Regions from separate parts of the Canis lupus genome. Here region 1 is linked to region 2. A link is a contact called in public Hi-C data. All regions are on one chromosome and are shown on one strand. The core of a region is the stretch at or near the end of the contact, and the rest is flanking DNA. Distances in the headings are between cores, read along the strand shown.

Region 1 (4,461 bases), core at 1,578-4,077, 610 kb before region 2:
CTTTTAGTATTTTTACAGAATTGTGCAAACATCACCACAATCCAGTTTTAGAACATTTTCTTTACCTCTCTCCAAAAAAAAAAAAAAAAAAAAAAAAAAAAAATCTTTATGGGTGCCTCAGTAGCTCAGTCAGTTAAGCATCTGCTTTTGGCTCAGGTCATGATCAAGGGGTCCTGGGATCGAGCCCCACCTCAGGCATGGAGCCTGATTTTCCCTCTCCCTCTGCTTGCTGCTCTGCCCCCTTGCGCTCTCTCTCTATATCAAATAAATGATAAAATTTTTAAAGAAAATACCCTTCAGCACTTACTATATCTTCTCTCCTCTCCCAGCCCCTGACAACCACTAATCTACTTTCTATCTCTGTGGATTTGCCTCTCTTGGACATTGCATATAAATGGAATAATATAGTATATGGCTTTTTGTGACTGGCTTCTCTCACTTAGCTTAATGTTTTCAAGGTTCATCATGTTATACTGCGTATCAGAACCTCATCCCTCTTTATGGTTGAATAATATCTCATTGTATAGCTGTACATCTGGCTTGCCCATTCATCTGTTGGTGAACATTTGGGTTGTTTCCACTTTGGGGCTATTTTTATTTTATTTTACTTTATTTTATTTATTTTTGAGAGAGAGACAGAGAGAGCACCAGTGGGGGAGGGCAGAGTAAGGGCAGAGAGAGAGAATCCTAGGCAGGCTCCACATTCAGCTCAACGGGACTACTTTTAATAACAATGCTATGAACCTTTGACTATTGGTTTTGTGTGGACGTATGTTTTCATTTCTCTTGGGTTCATACCTAGAAAGGAATTGCTGAGTCCAAGAGTAACTCTATGTTTAACTTTTTCAGGACCTGCCAGACTGTTTTTCCAAAGTGGCTGCACCATTTTACATTCCCATCAGCAATGTAGGATGGCTCCTCCATTTCTTAATCCTTAGATCACATTCTATTTCATCAATTATCTCTGCATGCATATTACTACCCCACTTGGATTTAAGCTCTTGGTGGCCACCCATCGCTGTGAGATTGCCACAATGTCAATCATAGCACACAGCATGTTCTGAATAAATCTGTTATTAGCTGGACATATGCTTTTTTTAAGTATTTTATTTATTTATCCATGAGAGACACAGAGAGAGAGGCAGAGATATAGGCAGAGAGAGAAGCAGGCTCTCCTGCAGGGAGCCCAATGAGGGACTTGATCCTGGACTCCAGGATCACGCCCAGAGCCAAAGGCAGACGCTCAACTACTGAGCCACCCAGGAGTCCCAGATATACTTTTTATTATAATTGCTTACAATTCATAACTAAATAGGGAAAGCCTACCTTAGGAGAAAATACAGGTCTGATTTTACACCTTCCAAGGAACCCTATACACATAAACAGGGTTACCATGTACTGGGCCCTTCCTGGACTCTTACCATATATGACCCCACTTTTCAGATCAGGAAACTAAGACTCAAGTTACTCGTCCCAGTCATTAACAGCAAAGCTGAAATTCAGACCTAGGTTTTCACTGCATCACGTCGTCTTTCACGGCGAAGGAATTCCATCTATTCTGCCTGCCAGGGGAGAGAGAGAGAGAGAGAGAGAGAGAGAGAGAGAGAGAGAGAGAGAGAGAAGCTGTTTTGAGAACTTGTGCATTCCCTCTATAAACTTCCCCAATGGTAGGGGCCGATGTTTTGTTCCTTTCATTATCTACCTCCTCTTGTACATAGCACTTAGTGGTAACTCAAACATTTACTTCTGATTATGTGAATTTTGAACAATGCTAGAATGACTAATAAGCTGAAATATAAAAATAACGTATTGCCGTCAACAGCCTAGTGCAACGATAAAAATAAGGTACTGCCGTCAACAGTCTAGGGCAACGCTCACTGCGTCTATATGCGATCATATACGGTAAGCATCTAACCGCTCGCCTTCCCTCTATAAGCTCCATGATAGGGACCGATGCTTCGTTCCTTTCATTATCTATCTCCTCTTGTACATAGCACTTACTGGTAACCCAAATACTCACTTCTGATCATATAAATTTTGAACAATGATAGATAAGCTGACTTATAAAAATAAGGCTGGTGCAACGCCTGCTGCGACTATATGCGATCATATACGGTAAGCATCTAACCGCTCGCCTTCCCTCTACAAACTCCCCAATGGTAGGGACCGATGCTTCTTCCTTTCATTATCTATCTCCTCTTGTAGATAGCACTTAGTGGTAACCCAAAAATTTACATTGTTTAAATTTTGAACAATGATGACTAATAAGCGGACATACAAAAATAAGGCTGGTGCATCGCCTGCTGCGACTATATGCGATCATATACGGTAAGCATCTAACCGCTTGCCGATAGCCACGGAGCCACAGCCAAAACTGAATCTCGCTTAAATCCCCCCAGAGTTGGCCTGCGAGCCTCCAAACGTCACCGCCTGGGGAACCAGAGAAGCGCTGCGGCTCCAGGTACCATCCGGCGCCCAAGACGCTGCCTGGCGCCGCGCAGCTGACACCAGCCGCCGGAAAAGTGGAACTGGCTGAACAGGCCTTTGCCCCTAACCAGTATGGCCACCGCGAGGCTTCGGGTTGAGGGCGGTAGCATGAGGGTCACGTGAGGACAATCCCGTTCCCTTATTGGCTTCCTCTCCTGGAAGGGCGGGGCACCGTCGACCGCGGGGCGGGGCGGCCTTAAAGGGCCCGCCGCTAAGCCCTCCCGAGCTCCGCCCCCGGGGCTGGGCGGGGCCTGCGCGCGGAGGCCGCGTCGGGAGCGGGGCGGGGGAGCCCCGGTGAGCGCCGCCGGCAGCGACGGGAGCCGGAGGGGGTGAGCCGCCGAGTCGGCGGGCGGGAGAGCGCGAGGGGCGCGCGCGCGAGCCCGGCCCGGCCGACGGGGGCGCACGGGGGGCGCGCGGGCTGGGGCGCGGGGATGGAGGACGCCGTGGCCGGGCCCCGGCTCCGGGCGGCGGCCGAGGCGGCCGAGGCGCGAGCGCAGCCCGGGGGGACGCTTCGGCCCTTCGCGCCGTTCTCGGGGGCGGCCGAGGCCGACGAGGGCGGCGGCGACTGGAGCTTCATCGACTGCGAGATGGAGGAGGTGGACCTGCAGGACCTGCCGAGCGCCACCATCGCCTGCCACCTGGACCCGCGCGTGTTCGTGGACGGCCTGTGCCGGGTGAGGGCCGGGCCGTCGGGGGAGGGCGGAGGGCGGAGGGCGGAGGGCGGAGGGCGGACACTTGTTGCCCGGAGGCGGCGGCGCGGGCAGCCTGTGCAGCCGGGGGCCCGGGGCAGCCGGTGCAGCGCGGGTCGCCGCGCGCGGGCCGCTCCTGGCCGGGCGGGGGCGCGCTCCCCGGGGCTCCCGGGTCCCCGAGCACCTGCCGGGCCGGGCCGGGCCGCGCGCGCACCCCGAGGCGGGGCTCCGGGCGCAGCGCCGTGGACCGCGGCTGGTCCTCGCCTCCCGGAGACGCGGGTGCCCCGGGGTGGGCGCAGCGGGGGGGGGGGGGGGCCGGGAGCGCGCACTGCCGCCCCCGGGGCACGCTGCACCGTCGCTCTGCGCTTAGTAACTCCTTTGGGGAAGGGGGCTCCCCTCATTCATCGGGAGCTGGGAACAGACGTGCAGCGGCGACGTGACTCACTGTTCATAAATAGGACAACGTCCCTGCATTCTCAATCTGCACTCTTGGAAGAAAAGCCAATGTTTGGGTGAGGATCTGTGGTTGCTCATTATCCTGTGGCTGGCCAGTTTTGGTGGAACAGTGTTGGGGAGGGCAAAGGGGGGGGAATGGGGAGGGGGAAGGGACCCATTCTCTAGGCCCTTACAATAGTCAGGAATCTTGCTACGTGAAGGGGTGACATGCCACCATCGGGACACTCAGTACATGAGGAGCTCATTTTTAATTATTATTATTATTATTATTATTATTATTATTTTAAATAGCTACCCAGTTTAGAAACTTAGGAGGGTGAGGGGGCAGGTATGAGTAATCAGTGGTGGTGGCGTGGCGGGGAGGAGGAATTTATTTCAGATCTGCAATTAGCGTGCACAATAGAATTTGGACAACGGAGGCATTGCAGAATAAAGCCTGTCTTTGAGAGATATGCCTCAGGAGGAGAGCAGCTGTCAAAAAAAAAAAAAAAAAGTGATGCTTTCCATGCTTGGCTCTGGGTCTGCGTATACTGTCAATGAACTTGTAGTTGAACGCCGCTGCCAAGAGGAACACCACTGGAGAACAGAGAATGCGTGCTCGCGTCCCATTTGTTTGTGATTTAGGTGCCCATCCACTTTCAGGAAGGATTTAGAGTGGCGTGTGCTTAGGGAAGCTCCTGTGCATGCTTCCTAAAGCAACAATCGTGGTAATAAATACAGGGTCCCACTCATCTTATTCTAAGACCTTTTCTCTTCCTGAGAGCAAGGTCTAGCCAGCGCTATCAAGTCTCTTTCCCAGGGGTCCCAGGCTGTCTTTCAGATGGAGCAG
Region 2 (5,040 bases), core at 1,105-3,604:
TAACATCCACATATTAGAAATCATGGGTTTTGTGGTTTGATTTCACATAAAATGTAAGGTGTACGAAGGCAAGCACTTTGTCTTGTACCCTACTGTATCTTCAGGCCATAGAAGAGCTGCCTGCACATAATAGGTACTCAATAAATTTATATTCATTGCATAATGGATATACTTTCCTTTAAGCTAATTTGAAAATAGCCTCTGAAAATAGTATGCATAGTGACGTGAAACATGGGTTTATATGCTCTGCTAGTGAAAGTGTAAATAGGTTTAATCTTTTAAAAAGCAGCCTAACTTCATGCAGCAAGAGCTTCTAAAGTATATGTCCTCTCACTAAGTTGTGTTGCTTCTGGAAATCTACTTGGATGTTATTCTAAGTATGAAAAATAAAAAGTTTGTATTTAAGATGCTCAGGAGATGCAGTATTGTTTAAAATGGGGAAAAAAAAACCCACCTGGAAACCATCTGAATTATGTTCAGATGAATAATTAAGATACAGAATATTCACTTGATGGGTTATTCTGCAGCCATTAATATGCTTATGAAAATTATAGAACTTTGAAATATTCCTATATTATATTGTAAGCACACATTCATAAATCACATATAATTCTTTTTCCTCTTGTATTAAGGAAAAAGGCAAGAAACTAAATTGTATATAAATTATAATCCATATATGTAACAACAACAAATGCAAAATAAGGAACTAACACTGAGTGCCACTGTGCCAGGCAATTGCTCTAAATACTTCATATACATATAACATCTTTATTTTCCTAATAATCTATAAGGCAGGTATTATTATAATACCCATTATAATACTGAAAAAAACTGCTCAAATGCTGACACTCAAATATTGACAACAGCTGCCTCTGAGTGATGAAAAAGACAGTAATTATATTCCCTGCACTTTTCTGCATTCTTACAAGTATTATGTATGGGGAGAAAACTGCTCTTTACAAGGGTAAACTAATGAATATTAATCTGTGTTCCTGTAACGGATCTGAACAGGAAAAAAAAAACTTAATTGACCGCGGGACCCCTTAATTTCAACCAGGGAACTCCGACCCACCCGTGCTCTGCTCGCCAGTTCTCTACTGTACAGAAGAGGAAAATAAGAGTAAGCTCCATTTAGGGTGAAATAGGCTGAAAATCGCTTGTTTTTGTGAATGCAGAGAAACTGGCCAAGGCTAGTGTTGGGTTTTCAGTTTCAATGTCACACTTGCTCAACCCCAAGATAACCTCGGATAACCACTGTGCTCTACCCAGAATCAAGAATTCAGGCACCGGGAACCTCATATCCCCTTACAGACCAACGAGTTGGTGGTGAGATGGGGGTGGGGGGGTGGAGGGGGTGGAGGGGTGGAGGGGGTGGAGGTAGGAGCTGTCACCGCCCAGGCAGGCACTGAGCAGGAAGAGTTGCAGCTGGAGCCCTACAGCTCCTTTCCTTTTATGCAGAGGGAAGAACTGAGCTTGATACATCCTTTGGACGCGGAGGAAAGAAGGGATAAAAGATCCTAATGATGCTAGTCATCAATGTGAAATGGGACATATGCGGGGGTGGGGGGTGGGGGGGTAGTACCAGACTACCTACGTCTCAGAGCTGTCCTGAGACTCAACATAAAAAATGAAACTATATATGTGGTTTAAATAAACCCTAAAATTCAAATAATTGCATTAAATAAACTACCATGTAAATCAACCATTAAATAAACCCCAAAACTCAAGTAATCACAAACCACTATTATGGCCATATCCAAGGAGCTGCAGTGCATTGGGGAATAAATGTAACTTATTTATCTATTTATCTAATGAAAATATTTATCTAATTTATCTACTTATCTAAATGGAAATTTACAATGGAAATATTTATCTAATTTATCTATTTATATAAATGGTAATTTATTTATTTTAAGATTTTATTTATTTATTCATAGACACAAGAGAGAGAGAGAGAGAGAGAGGCAGAGACACAGGCAGAGGGAGAAGCAGGCTCCACGCTGGGAGCCCGATGTGGGACTCGATCCCAGGTCTCCAGGATCACACCCCAGGCTGCAGGCGGCGCCAAACCGCTGCGCCACCGGGGCAGCCCCTAAATGGAAATTGAAAATGGAAATATTTATCTAACTTATCTATTTGTCTAGATGGAAATTTGAAAACGAGGGACAACAAATCCACCGTACAGGTAAGGATTACGTGGTAACAAGGATTTCAACTTAAGGCGCTGTCCGAGCTCGCTAGCTCAGCGGGTCCAACTCTTTTAACACTTGTTTCTAAGAACCACAACTCCCAGCCTGACGGCGACCCCTGCGCATGCGGCCTGACCACCTGCGCCTACATTTCCCAGAGGGCCGAGCGGCTACGCTGACGCACGCGTGCGCCCTTGAGTCTCTCTGACGCGGGTTTGACCTACAGCCCCCCGGAGAAGATGGCCGCCCCAGCGGTGTCCGGGCTGTCCCGGCAGGTGAGAGAGGACGGAGGTCCTGAAAACTAGCGAGAGGATCCCTCTTAGGGCGGAATGTGCCAGAGCCCTAGGAGCCGCGGGGCGAGGCCGCAGCTGGGACAGCGTGGCCGCCGTCGGGTTCGTGGGGCCCGGCGAGTGGGGGCGAGCGGCCCTGCCGGCGCCCTGCGGGCGGGGGGCGCAGGGGGACGCGCGCCTGACCTTGGGGAGCCCGGAGCACAGCCTCGGGACGCCGCTGAGCTTGAGGAGCAACGCGGGGGCGGGGGGCCTGCCCCGGACGCCGAGGAAAGGACACGCCCCACGCCCCCAGTCCTTTAACTCTGTCGTTGTGCCTAAACCTCTCAGGGGCCCACCAGTAACGCTTCAGGATTATTTGCAAAGCCCATTTTTCACCTTTGTGCAAAGAGAAGGAGACGGAAGCGTTTAAGTGACTCGGCCTTGGCCGCCCAGCCAGTAAGGGGTGCACAGAGCTGAGATTCGAGCCCGCAGAGTCACACGGAAGATGGAGTGGGAAGGGAAAGCCGTGCTGTTTAGGCTACAAGGCAGCACGGTGCATGGCACGACGCCTCGCCGCTTGGCTGAGTGTTCATGCGTGATGAAGTATTTGGATCCCCGCAGCCAGTTTTGGTGTAATAACGCTGCAGATTTGAGATATTATGTTAAGGTGACCTGTGCCCTTGCAGATGCTATTTAAACGAGCTCCAGCTCGGTTCCTCGGGAGGCCAGATCCCGTGTCTGAGAACTAGGGCTTGGGCTCACGTTAGACGGCTGCAATGCTCAGAGGATCAGTCTCCGTTTTCCTATATCATTTGGTTTCTAAGAAGGTGTATCTCTTGCACATCACGACTGGAAGCCTCCCTTTTTTTTTTTTTTTTTAAACTAAAATCCTTCCTCACGGGTGGAAATATAAATGCAAATAATAATAATACACGGGTGGTGATATAAATGCAAATAATCATCATCATCTTGGGGTTTTTTTTGAAAATCATCATCGTCATCTTGGGGGTTTTTTTTGAAAACTGTATTTCAGCCATATTTGTGTTTTCTCTCTTACACTGACGTGTGCTAGCCTCAGCCTGTTTCTAGCAAAACTGGGGAGTTGGTGGGAAAGCCTATTTCCCAGGCAACTAGGGATGAATCTCAATGGGGGGGGGGGGGACTTTACCCCTAGGGGATAAATAGCAGCTCATGGTAATCTGTGTGATGATACTCGGAAACTAATCGTTTGAAATGTTTTATTACTGTTTTAAAGGTGCGGTGCTTTAGCACATCTGTGGTCAGGCCGTTTTCCAAGCTCGTGAGGGTATGTCCCCTTTTCTAATTAATTGTGGAGTAGATGAACATGTGTGAGTCCAACGGCAATACAGTAGGGCATAGATGTTTGTATAAGTGCCACCTAAACCTTTCTGCGTGATCTGTGGTTTCCAAAAGGTGATGTGTGCATGAGGGCAGGGAATGGAATACGTTGAATGTGGGATGTGCGGCAGGCCCATGCATAACGTTTATGAGAATTTCCTTTTTTTTTTTTTTTTTAAAAGATTGTATTTATTTATTCATGAGACACACAGAAAGAGAGGCAGAGACACAGGCAGAGGGAGAAGGAGCCTGATGCAGGACAGGACTCGATCCCAGGACCTGAGCCAAAGGTGGATGCTCAACCACTGAGCCATCCATGCATTCCTCTGAGAACTTCTCAAACCCCATTACAGTGCTGGAAAGTAGCTGGCCTTCCCATTTACAAAAGCGGAAGCCGACTCTGGAAAACTTGCCCAGTGTTACTCAGCCTGGTCTTAGAGCTGGACTAAATCTTTCTCATTCCAGGCCTTAGCTTTCTCACTATGACCGTATAGCACCACCAAGCATGTTGTAGTCATATATAGGAAAAAGCCTGTAGTTTTTTGTGAAAAATAATTCAAGGACCAGGCACTTACTTAAGTTGTTAGAGCTCTATTAAACTGAACATTGATGAGAAGGCACTGTAAGGGAATATTTTTTTTTTTTTTTTTTTTTTTTTCAAGATTTCATTCATGGGACGCCTGGGTGCCTCAGCGATTGAGCATCTGCCTGTGGCTCAGGGCTTGATCCTGGGGTCCAGGGATCGAGTCCCGTATCGGGCTCTCTTTGGGGAACCTCCTTCTCCCTCTGCTTGTGCCTCTGCCTCTCTCTCTGTGTCTCTTATCAATAAATAAATATTTTTCTAAAGATTTTATTTGAAACAGAGGGCATGCACAAGCAGAGGGTGGGTGGTGGAGGGGGAGAAGCAGAGTCCCTACTGAGCAGAGAGCCATATGACGTGGGTCTCATCATGACCTGAGCCAAGGGCAGACGCTAAACTGCCTGAACCACCCAGGCACCCCAGGAGTAATTTATAATGTTACTGTGAAATGTATAAAGATATACTTGTATATGTTTCATTAATACCTGTTTTCTTGGCTCTAACGTACAAAACTGTCCTTCTATCAGTGTTTAAAATCTCCAGTACTTGGAACTGATTAGTTATGGAGTTCAAAGGAAGCATGAGTTCATCTCAGAATTAAGGTAATTGACTTATAGTTAGAGCTGAAAGGGACACCCTGTGT

The links. Hi-C and Micro-C count contacts between places; a contact is called where the count stands out from the background.
Region 1: a Hi-C map of blood shows a contact between it and region 2, with 3 times the contacts expected there. The contact joins the promoter of RCAN1 here to the promoter of ATP5PO in region 2. A contact is called at or near these places in 2 of 9 Hi-C or Micro-C datasets (both in blood).

The regions. Positions count from the first base shown.
Region 1 is chr31:29,673,223-29,677,683 of UU_Cfam_GSD_1.0, reverse strand. It overlaps RCAN1 (calcipressin-1), which reads left to right and starts at 2,827. Exons shown (of 4, transcript XM_038581430.1): 1 at 2,827-3,161. The coding sequence starts at 2,919. CLIC6 (chloride intracellular channel protein 6) reads right to left here and starts at 2,576. Exons shown (of 10, transcript XM_038581426.1): 1 at 2,279-2,576; 2 at 1,422-1,562.
Region 2 is chr31:29,064,630-29,069,669 of UU_Cfam_GSD_1.0, reverse strand. ATP5PO (ATP synthase subunit O, mitochondrial) reads left to right here and starts at 2,354. Exons shown (of 7, transcript XM_038581415.1): 1 at 2,354-2,464; 2 at 3,714-3,764. The coding sequence starts at 2,429.